Linked DNA regions of Bos taurus: region 2 is linked to region 1. The links are chromatin contacts, called in public Hi-C maps. All regions are on one chromosome and are shown on one strand. The core of a region is the stretch at or near the end of the contact, and the rest is flanking DNA. Distances in the headings are between cores, read along the strand shown.

Region 1 (5,008 bases), core at 721-3,220:
GGGCTTCTCACTGCCTACAAATGGGGGTAATACTCAAAATCCTTAACTTCCAATCTGTTCTTAGTGGCTGGGCATTAACCCTTTATTGTCTGACTCACAAGGCAATCCAGGGGTCCTGGAGGAGGGATTTGGGAGCACTTGATGGCTCAGGGCAGTTGTTCCAGGAGTATTTTGCACTTTACCATCACGTCCTAGCCTACTTCCCCATTCACCTCCCACTGCTCCCCTGACCCCTTGTATTGCTCCAGTCAAACGGATGGATTCACTAACCTTTGCACCTGCTTCTGTTGGAGTTGCCTCCCTCTGTACTTTTACTTTTCTTGCTTCTGCTCAACCACAATGCTCTTCCCACCCCGCTGCTGCTGCTGCTGCTAAGTCACTTCAGTCATGTCCAGTTAAGCTTATGCGACCCCATGGACTGCAGCCTACCAGGCTCCTCCATCCATGGGATTTTCCAGGCAAGAGTACTGGAGTGGGGTGCCATTGCCTTCTCCGTCCCACCCCGCTAGTACTCATCAAATTATACCCATCCTTCAAGGCTCAGTTCATAGACACTGCCTCCCCAGACCAGCCTACCCTTAAGTGAGTTCATTCGAAATATGTTGCAAGTGCCATTCTTTGGTAACTGACTGTGAGCAGCCTGTGACATCGCCTCTATAATAATGACAAACTGTTACTTAAATCTTCAATGGCCTGGACTTATGTAGTCTCCCCAGTTAGTGTGTTACCTTCTGAGGGGAGTGGGACTGTCGCCCGTAGCAGGGCACACTACGAAGCATCTAGTGAGCGTCAACGGACGGTTACTGATTGAGCTGGGGAGAGAGGGGGACCAAAGTGAGGTAGGTGACCTCCGACCTCCCCTCTGCACAGACACTCACCCCGGGTGCTCCACTGCCCAGGGCCGGCCCTCCCTGGCTCAGTGCCCTCATGGTACCCCCACCCCACCCCTGGCCTTAGCACCCAAGAGTTGTTACTACTTTGAACATCCCCTGCCTCTCAAGAAACTTCCCTGTCCAGTTTCTTTCCTATTCAAAGTGTTAAATTAGCTAAGCTGATAAACTAACCTGTGCTGATGTAGTTATGGGAGAGGGCTAGAGGAGAGCCTCAGGAGAAAGGTTCATTTCAACCAGGGTCGTGGAGCAACAGCACCCCTGCCTTTGCAATAGTCTGATGGAGTCAAGAGACTGGCTCCTCACCCCCAACAGCTGATGCATTACTCCCTCCTCTGAGCTCCCACAGCACTTTGTATATACCTCTTATTGTAGCACTTAGCACATGGTAGCGCCTTAGCTATGTGTTTATGTATGTTTCCCCTCCAATAGACTGTGAGCTCCTCAAGGACAGGGACTGTGTGTTAGTCACTGATGTATCCCCAGCGCCTAGCACAGTGCCTGGCACACAGTAGGTGCTCAATAAATGTTTATTAAAAGAATGAATGGGTCCTGTTTCTAATCATGAGATTCCAGTGCTATACTAAGGCAGGCCAGAGAGGCCGGGAAAGGACACCCACACGGGGCCTCCCACGGCTTTCGACCCCTCATAGAGCATGGCAGGCAGCTGCCTCCCTTGCCCATGTCTGCGGCCACCCCAGGACAACAGGAGCCCAAGGCTGCTTCCAGCAGTGCCTTGCTGTCACTAGGTGCCCGGGGCGGCTCTGAACTGCCCTTCGCTGCTGCCTTCTTCCTGGGACAGACTCATCGCTATTTCCTCATACCTGGGTGGAAATGTCACTTGAGTGGTGGAAATGTCAGCCCCGGTAGGAGGGACAGAACAAGAAGTGATTCTCACGATCGTCGTTCCTCTGACCCCATCATGTATTTTTAAAGAGGCGGTTGCCTCCGGCTCCAAAGCCGCTGGATCCGAAGTGAGTGAACTCATTCCCCAGCCATCCCAGGCCAGGGAGGCCAACGCGGTCGGTCCTTTGAGAGCCTCGGCCTCGGCACGCCAGGCGCGCGGCCGGAGTCCAGCAGGTGGCGCTATGGAGCCAGCGCAGGCGGGCGTGTGGCCCAGCGGAGCCCGGGAAGGGAGAGGCGGTCAGGGCGGGGCCTGCCGCTCCCGGCGGATGCGGCCGCAGCCGGCATCTTCCTGTCCCTCTATCCTGACTCTGCGCCCCAAACTGTCCCTGGGCGGCTCTGGTTCCCAAGCAGGCCTTCCATTTCTCGGGAGCTTGGAACTTTCCCCTCAGCCCCCTCCCCCTCCACGTTCCAGGGGGAATTTAACAGTCGAATAGCCTCTCCCCATTGGCCGGTCGCGCCCTGGCCCCGCCCCCGTCGCCCCCTACCCGTAGCCTCCAGGACCAGCAGGTGAGCACGCGGCGGGCCTGGCCTCGGTTGCCGGCCTGCACTCTCTCCCGGGTGGCGGGAGTGAGCCCGGGCCGCAGCCACCAGCCGCAGGGCTCCCGGCCTGGCCCACCTCCCACCGCAGCCTGCCTTTAGCTACAGATACACGCAGCGCCGCTTTCAACCTTGAAATCGGAGAGCAATTGAGGCGCCCGCGACAGCCTTCTGCCCGCGGAGGGCCCCAACCGCCCGTGGCGAGACTCTGAGCTACGGGGGACCAGCGCGCGGCCCGGGAGGCATCCGAGCCCGGTTGCCCAACGCTGCGGCTTGCCAGTCCGCCTCACCGGGGAAACCCGTGGTCCAGGGGAACACGTGGAACCCGCCCCGCCCCGCCCCATGGCGGGGTCCAGAAGGCCCGAGCACTTGGCGCCTCCCGCTGGCTGCTAAGCAGACTGCCCTTGGGGCGGACTCCGTCCTCCCTAAACACATACACGCACTTGTCTTAGCAGGGAACGTGAAAGTGAAGTCGCTCAGTCGTGTCCGACTCTTTGTGACCCCATGGACTGTAGCCTACCAGGCTCCTCCGCCCATGGGATTTTCCAGGCAAGAATACTGGAGTGGGTTGCCATTTCCTTCTCCAGATCTTCCCGACGCAGGGATTGAACCCGGGTCTCCCGCATTGTAGGCAGACGCTTTACCGTCTGAGCCACCAGAGCAGGAATGGGACACAATAAAATGCCCAGCAGTCTTCCCCGTCGTGGGTTAAAGTATGCAAGGGGCAGGAGTTTGCCGCCCAATTCGCCGCCCTCCCGCAACCCAAATAGGGCTGCAGTGAAAGCGGATCGTCCTTTCTCGGAGTATGGAGACTCCGAGAGCCTCCCTCTGAACCCAGCACCTCAAAGAGAAGCACTCTGGTAAGACCATCAACTGTAGGCTTGCGACCTCAGCATGTCGGAGGAACTAACTTCAGCTAAACAGCCATGGTTACTCAGTATGTTTCTCTTCCATTGGCGGTTAATTGGGCCCCATTTGGCAGATGGAATAATGAAGGCTCGAAATACTAGGTTCTCTCTCACCCGCTATAAGCCTAGGTGGGAAGTGGTGGGCTAGCTCTTTCCCTGAGACCGCACTGAAAAGGATTAGATCATTTAATAAGAGGTGATCGTCCTCTCCCCAGTCCGAACCCGGGAATGCAAACTCATCTCCTGCTTTATGGGATTCACCCCCCATTCCTCCATTTTTGGTCTTCCCACTCTGGCAGAAGAGCAGTGAGAAGGCTCCAGGAAAGGTGTGGAGAAGGGAGCCCAAAAGCAAGGAAATATGAAACTGCTGTTTGGTGTGGCTTTCAACTCACTTCCTTTCTCCAGAGAAATAAAGGGGTGTGTGCAAGCCCACACACTCAAACGCCCAGGGCTGTCCAGGAGTCGCAAAGGACCATCACCTATTCCTTTGCAATCACTCTGACTTTGCCCACTGCATCTCCATCCTGCTCTAAATGGAAATCCTTATACCCCTAAAGCTCTCCCTTCATCCTTTGTTCTGAATCAGGCAATCACCTTTTCCCCTCCCTCTGCCTGTCCTACCTCCAACATATTTTACCAATGTATTAAAAGAAAAAGGAAAAACCTCTGTCACTACCTGGTTTAGAGTTCTCATGGTTCCCCATCACCTCAGGCAAAAGTCAAAGCCATACTCCTTGGCATGGCTGGCAGGGCTCCTACACTCTCCTTCCCCACCTGTACCTTCCAGCTGCAGTGAGACTGGAGTTGTAGTTTCCTGCACATACTACCCTTCTTCTTTGTCTCCAAGCCTGTGCTCAGATGTCCCCTTAGTTCAAGGGTTCCTCCCTGCCACCCCAATTCCCATTTTGCTACTTGTCAATTAGGCATTACTTCTGACCACCTCTGTGCCCTAGCCCATCCAGCTGAGCTCCCAAAGCATCCTGGGCTTAGCTGGATCCTCGCATTCACCACGTGGCCTCAGGTGTTGTTTGGGAAGCCTCGAGGCCTCAGGATCAGGAGGTGGGGAATGAAAGCCAATTGGGAGGATTAATGCTGCTCCTCCATCTGAGCAACTCAGGGGTCACTCCTGGGGCAGGATGGCTGGATTCCTGTTGGCCAGACAGACAGACCCCCTGGCTGGTACATGACATGGCTCTCCAGACACGGCAGCCACAGTGAGAGATCCCAAGAGCATAGCTTACAAGGGCCTCATCCCAGACCTACAGACATCCCCTTCCCTTCAAACAGTAACAGGCTCATTCTGGAGCCAGCAGTCACAAGTCACAATCATACTTTCTACTGCTGGTTTTCAGAAGAAGGGAGAAAAGTTGTAAAGTCTAGGATGGGCATCTTGCCTCCAAAGCTGGTGGGTCTTAGGAAAGCAGAACCATGGAAGGTCTGCACTATGTAGGGGGGCAGAGGGGACACCGGCAAGACAGTGAGGGCAGTGAGTAACAAGACCATGAAGTCTGCTGCTCACACAGGGCAGGAAACAGTGCTGGCAGGCAGGTGATTTCCTTGAGTTAGAGGATCATCCCTCACAGCCACCTCAAAGAGGGCCCCTCCCTCTGACCACACTCCTCTGGGGATTGAGCGATGTGTGCACATGTGCAGGGGCACCCCTACGCAGCCTACCAAACTGACGCAGGTACTCACTTCTCCCCAGGATTTGTACCTGCCTTTCCTTTCCAAATCTTGCCAAGGTGACCCAAATCCTCACTGGTCACT
Region 2 (5,562 bases), core at 2,237-4,736, 47 kb before region 1:
GTAAACAAAACCACACACAGAGACAGAGCCCAGGCCAGTGATGACGTTCCCCTGCCTGGCTGGTTCTACAGATGGGTGTGACTGGGTCAGAGTACAGGGAGGGTCTGAATATTTAAATACTGGACTGCCAATTCCTGGTTGGAAAACGGACCATCTCAAAATGAACATTTTGAGAAAGAGAAACACAGCCCCTGACACCTGGAAGCTGGCCTGGGACTGTCAGCAAGGCCTTGGTGTCGCTAAAAACTCCCTACTGGGCCTGGGTGTGCTGTTGAATGTAAACAGGTTCATGGGACATTAGCAGCATATGAGGCCACCCTGACCATGGTGGATGGAGCCAAAAACAAGACTACTCCAGAATCATGTGTGAACAGGGGCAAAAAAAAAAAAAAAAAGCCAAACACTGCCCAAACCACAGAAATGAGCAACCACCACCCACCATCCTGGCTAATCTAAGTGACTACTGCTTCCTTACCAATTACAGATTGAGCCACACTCCAGTCTGCCCTCCTATTGGATATGATTTATTCAGTAAGACACTTCCTGACAGCATCTAATTCAGAGTAAAGCCTGGCTTCCTTAACCCCTCCCCCAAATCACCCAGCCTGGCCTGAATTCTACAAGTCCTTCCCAGCACCCTCTTCCTGAGACACCCCACAGGTCGCCAGGGCGCACACCCTCCCTCACTGCAGCCTTTGGCTGGTAGGTGTTGACAATTTGGTGGTAGCCCAAATACCTTCAGGAGGCCCACCATGAGTTTTGCCTAGTCTCATACTTTCTTGAAGATCTTTCCTGGTCCCGGTGGAGTCTCCAAGGTCTGTGTCAGTTGGAGAAGCCCAGGAGTCACATCTGGTGTGTGGACAGAGCTGCCTGGCTCCCAGGCAGGTTCCCACCTGTGCTCTTGTGGTATTTGCAGTGCAACACAGAAATGCTTCTGAAGGAGCACTCAATGTGGGTGTTGAATTTATGAATACATATATACATTTGTAAATGGATTTATTGGTCAGCTAGCAAACATACAGCATAACTTACTGCACGCTGTGGGACAACAGGCCCCAGGGATAAGACGATGACTAATATACAGTCCCTGCCCTCAGTGGCTTTATAACCTAGTGGCAGACAGACAGGTCATCGGGAACCATCAGTGCAACAAGGTGCTGGGAGTGTGATGTGTGAGTTCACATCAGATCTTCATCACTCCTCGCATTACTGTTCTGCTTCCATCTACTCCAAGCTTTTCCTCTACTGACCGAATCATGGTTCTTCCTCCATTCTCTTCTTGTATTTTCTCTCATCTCTAGGAACAGAACATGAGTCTGTTTACTTAAACTCTCGGCAGCCTCATCTGTAAAATGAAGGGAAACAGATCATCCCTCCACCCTCAGCTCTAACCTCCTGTGTATGGAAAAGTCTCTCAGATGCTCACCCAGGACTTCCTTCAGCCCTCCACAGACTCACTTGCCTTTCATCTCTAGGGTCTACAGCAGATGCTAATGGGACCCCAAACCCTTGGCAAATGTTTCTGCACATTGCTTCTGCTATCCCTTTGACTCAACAGATTGTTTTTGTGGTTGATTTAGTTTGAGGCTTATCACTTAGCAAGTTACATGTAATCAACATAGCAAGTTACATGTAATTGACATAGCAAGTTACACCTAGACCTAGGCCCCTAGACATTGCTCCTTGCCTGATTTGCTCTCCATGGAGAGTCTGACAGCCTTAAAACTGCTTCATGAAAGGTGGCATCCTTTAGCCCCTAAAAAAGGCTGGCTTCAAGCCCAAAATTGCCCCAGGAAGGCTTTATGGTGAGATTGTTCTCAGCCATGATCCTAGCATCTTAGCACTATGTTCCTACCCAACCATTCAGTGGCTCCCGGTCCCCAACAAACACACCCTGCAGAGCTGGCTGGTGAAGAGCCACCTTAACCAAGCAGCTTTCAACTTGAGGCTGAGATAATGAGCACAGAAAATCCCCTTCATGCAACATTAAACCTCAAGTCTGAGACTAGTTTGCAGGCCCCCTTTGCTCGTTAGTACATTGCCATTTCCACATCGGCCATGGTCTTGGCAGAGCCCTGCCCCCAAATACAGCGACAAGTGGGCCAGGAAGCTTGCAAGCTTCACCACCCAACCCTTACTGTAGAGACAAAAGGAAACTGCATACAGGGTAAGAAAGAAAATCAGCACTGTGATTTGCTGGGTGGGAAAGGATGCTTAGGGCTTCCCAGTTGGTGCTGGTAGTAAAGAACCTGCCTGCCAATGCTGTAGACTTAAGAGATGCACATTCAATTCCTGGGTTGGGAAGATCCCCTGGAGGAGGGCACAGCTACCCACTCCAGTATTCTTGCCTGGAGAATCCCATGGATAGAGGAGCCTGGCGGCCTATAGTCCACTAGGGTCGCAAAGAGTCGGGTACAACTGAGGCAACTTAGCAAGTACCTACGTACACATGCAAATAATGCTTAAGGATCTCTGTCTTTCCAGAGGGAAAGGGAAGCTTTAGGTGTTTCAGAGCAGGCTGCAGAGTCCTGCCAACTTGAAGCCTTCCCTGGCCCAGGCCTTAAGTCCTCTGCCACCTTTGTTGAAATTAATTTCTGGTGTCCCACTCCAGTGGGAGTCCTCAAACCAGCAGCACAGTACAGGGGCAAAGACTGGTGGTGAAAACAGGGAATCCTTGGCCTCAAAGTCACCCCCAATTCAGCCTGGCCTGCGCCAGTACCAAGTCATAGGAGGAAGGCCACAGCGACCTCTCAGGCATTTGATCAGCTTAATGGACGAAGGAACCAGGCAGGCTATACAGTCCATGGGGTCATAAAGAGTGGGACACGACTGAGCGACTTCACTAATGCCCGGGTCGAGGGCAGCTCAAGGCTCAGAGCGCTCCGCGTTTGTCCCCTTGGTGGCGCCAGCCCTTGTGCTGCGGCTGTTCACGGGAACAGGAGGTTCCAAAGAGATTTCAGCCTCCAAGCGAACTCCCCAGCCTGTCCTGAAGCCCCGAGGCCTCCTGCGTAGGTGAATAATTGCAAAAGGATACCCGGATGGGAGTTTTGCCCACAGTTGCAAAAGCGCACTTCCCTCCGGGGCAGCCCCCATGCGCCCCAGAAGAGCGGGGCGGGCAGGGGCCGAGCGCGGAGGTCTTCACGCGGACTCCCGCCCGCCCTTCCTCTCTCAGCTACTCCAACAGGCCCTTCCCTGGGAGTCCGGAGCCGCCCCTGCTCGCCCGACGGGGCGCAAGGAAGGGAGGGAGGTGCGGGAAAGAAGGGATGGCGGGGAAGTTTCAAGGGGTGTGCCGGGGACGGGGGAGGATTCTCATGAGTCAGCGTATCGAGCTCGGTGTGACTTCACTGCTTCTCGAGAAGAGGCGCCTGGGGCAGGAGACCGCAGGAGTGGAAGGTCCGAGCGCCGGGCGGGGCGCGGGACGGGGCTAGGCGCTGGCCGGGCCGCTCGAGGCTGGGCGGCGCCAGGAGGCAGCGGGCGAGCGAGGAGCGCTCGGGGCCAAGGAGCCGACCTCTCCCCTCTCCTCCTCCGCCCGCTCGGCCTCCGGTTCCCGCCTCGGCCCGAGACGTGGCGCGCGTTCCGCCTGCAGGTGGCGCTGCAGAGGCTCCCTGGGCGCACTGCTGGGGTCGGGGTGGAGAGCTCGGGCCCCCGCCGGGAGCCCGGGGGTGCGGGGCGAGGGGAAAGCTGCAGGGGCCGCCACGACCCCACTGTCCCTCGGGCCCGGCGCTCCCACCCGAGCGGCAGTAGAGTCCGGAGAGCCGACCAGCAGCGCTAGCGTCCAGGCGTGGGGCTGCCTGGTGCGCGCTTCTTCAGGGTCCCTCGGGCCACCTCCTGGGCCCTGCAGAGCTTGGGGAGACTCGCCTCCAGCCAAGAGACCGCGGTTTAGGGGCAGCGTTTGCTCTCCAGGGACGGCGCTCTTGACCCGCGGGCAGTAGAATGGAAACTCTGAGTCGCGTCTCAGGCGTTAGGAGTGGGTTTCCCTGAACAGCCATCCTCCAGCCTGGCTCCCATGAGACCAAGGATGCGTCTTCTGCAGAAGGACAGGCTGTGGCCGGGGCTGGGGAGCAGTCTGAGACCAGGGCTCGTGCTGGAGGAGGGACACGGGCTCGGCCTTGGGCTGGATGGAGAGCGACGGTTAGGGATTCCGTGCTTGTCAATCCGGAATTCAGCAGCTATGTAAGAAAAACGGCCAAGAGGCCCATCTGGAGCTCAGACTTGCAGCCTCGGCCTCGGTTGATCGAGCTTTGTGCCCTACCTCTGTGCAGGCCCTGAGCTCTAGAAGTCATGATGCCGCTGACCTTCCCGTGTTGGTTCATGGTTATGTGGTGGCTGGTTAGCTAACGTATTGAGAGTATCAGGGCACAAAAATAACCTGTGGCCAGACACCTTTAAGCTGAAAAAAAAAAAAAAAAGCTGTTGGGGGGCGCAAGCCTCACCCTTTCCAGAGGCTCCAGTGGCTGACTTTTCCCATGATACAACTTTACATATAAATGCCTGGGTAGAATATGTCTCCCTTATCCGTACAAAGATGTACACCCTGTGCCCTGAGCTAGGGTTCTGGGTGCATCTTGTCCTCTATCAGTACAGCTCCCCTGCTTTCAGGATGTCCAAAACCATCTGAGAAAGTTATCTAAGGATTTTCCATGAAGAAAAGGAAAGGGAGAAAAAAAAGAAAAAACCCCAAAGGATCCTAAACGTTCCCAGGTTTCACTGTGTGCCAGGAGAAATACCGTCTGTCTCCCGCCCAGACCTCAGAGCCCGGGCCTCCTTCCTACAGGGCGGTGCCCAGCTATTCCTGGAAACCCCCTCCTTTCTACCAACCCCCTCCCCAAGGTGTCTCCTCCCAGAGCACGACCTAGGAAAATGATCATATTGTCCAAGCTTGATGTCCCTGTCCCTCTGTCTGACCTGCCGCAGTCCTCAGCCTGCCCCCTCCCTTGATGCCCACATACTGGCTTCTCCTCCCTGAGCTAGTGGGGCCTCTCCCTCCAGCCTGGCCATGCGCCCCACTAGGTGACTGGGAGAGGATCTGATATACTAATTTGTGTTAATGTGATAATGGGTGCTAATGGGGTCACGTGCTAACCACGGCCTCAACCCCAAGCCGGGGCTGCAGGAATGGGAATTCCAGGCTGACTAATCTCCACGGCTGGCTGGAGAAGGGGGAGCGTGGGACCCGGGACCATCCCAGGGTGCTGCCGCTTCGAGCTGCCGCCTCGGTTTCAGTTTCATCCTTGGCTGACACTTTCCTCCGACGAGAGGAATTGCTTTGGTTTCCCTCCAACCCCTCTCCCCTCTGCACCTCCCTCCCTTCCCTTCAACTGCTAGCTTCCCTCAGCCAGCCCTTCGCTTCGTGAGGGGAGAGATGGGAAGATAATTTGGCAGCAATGAGGAAAAAATGTACACGTGGACACCCTCAGATGCACAGGCTCACACACCACACTGCCTTGCAGACACACACATGCACATTCCCTCCACAAACACACGCGTGCTCGAGGGGACTTGACACACCCAAGAGTCGAGTGCATGTGTACGTACATGTGTGTGCGCACACACACGCACACC

The links. A called contact is a pair of places that touch in the nucleus more often than the background predicts.
Region 2: a Hi-C map of an unstated tissue shows a contact between it and region 1, with 2.6 times the contacts expected there. The contact joins two enhancer-like sites. A contact is called at or near these places in 2 of 11 Hi-C or Micro-C datasets (skin fibroblasts and an unstated tissue).

The regions. Positions count from the first base shown.
Region 1 is chrX:14,038,128-14,043,135 of ARS-UCD2.0, reverse strand. It overlaps a transcript of ELF4 not described here. Among named protein-coding and RNA genes, the nearest start is that of ELF4, 16 kb to the left of the region's middle. Within about 2 kb of position 1,970, at least 32 of the 102 cell types and tissues checked have an H3K27ac peak or open chromatin away from gene starts, as enhancers often do.
Region 2 is chrX:14,086,540-14,092,101 of ARS-UCD2.0, reverse strand. No RefSeq gene overlaps it. Among named protein-coding and RNA genes, the nearest start is that of ELF4, 33 kb to the right of the region's middle. Within about 2 kb of position 3,486, at least 41 of the 102 cell types and tissues checked have an H3K27ac peak or open chromatin away from gene starts, as enhancers often do.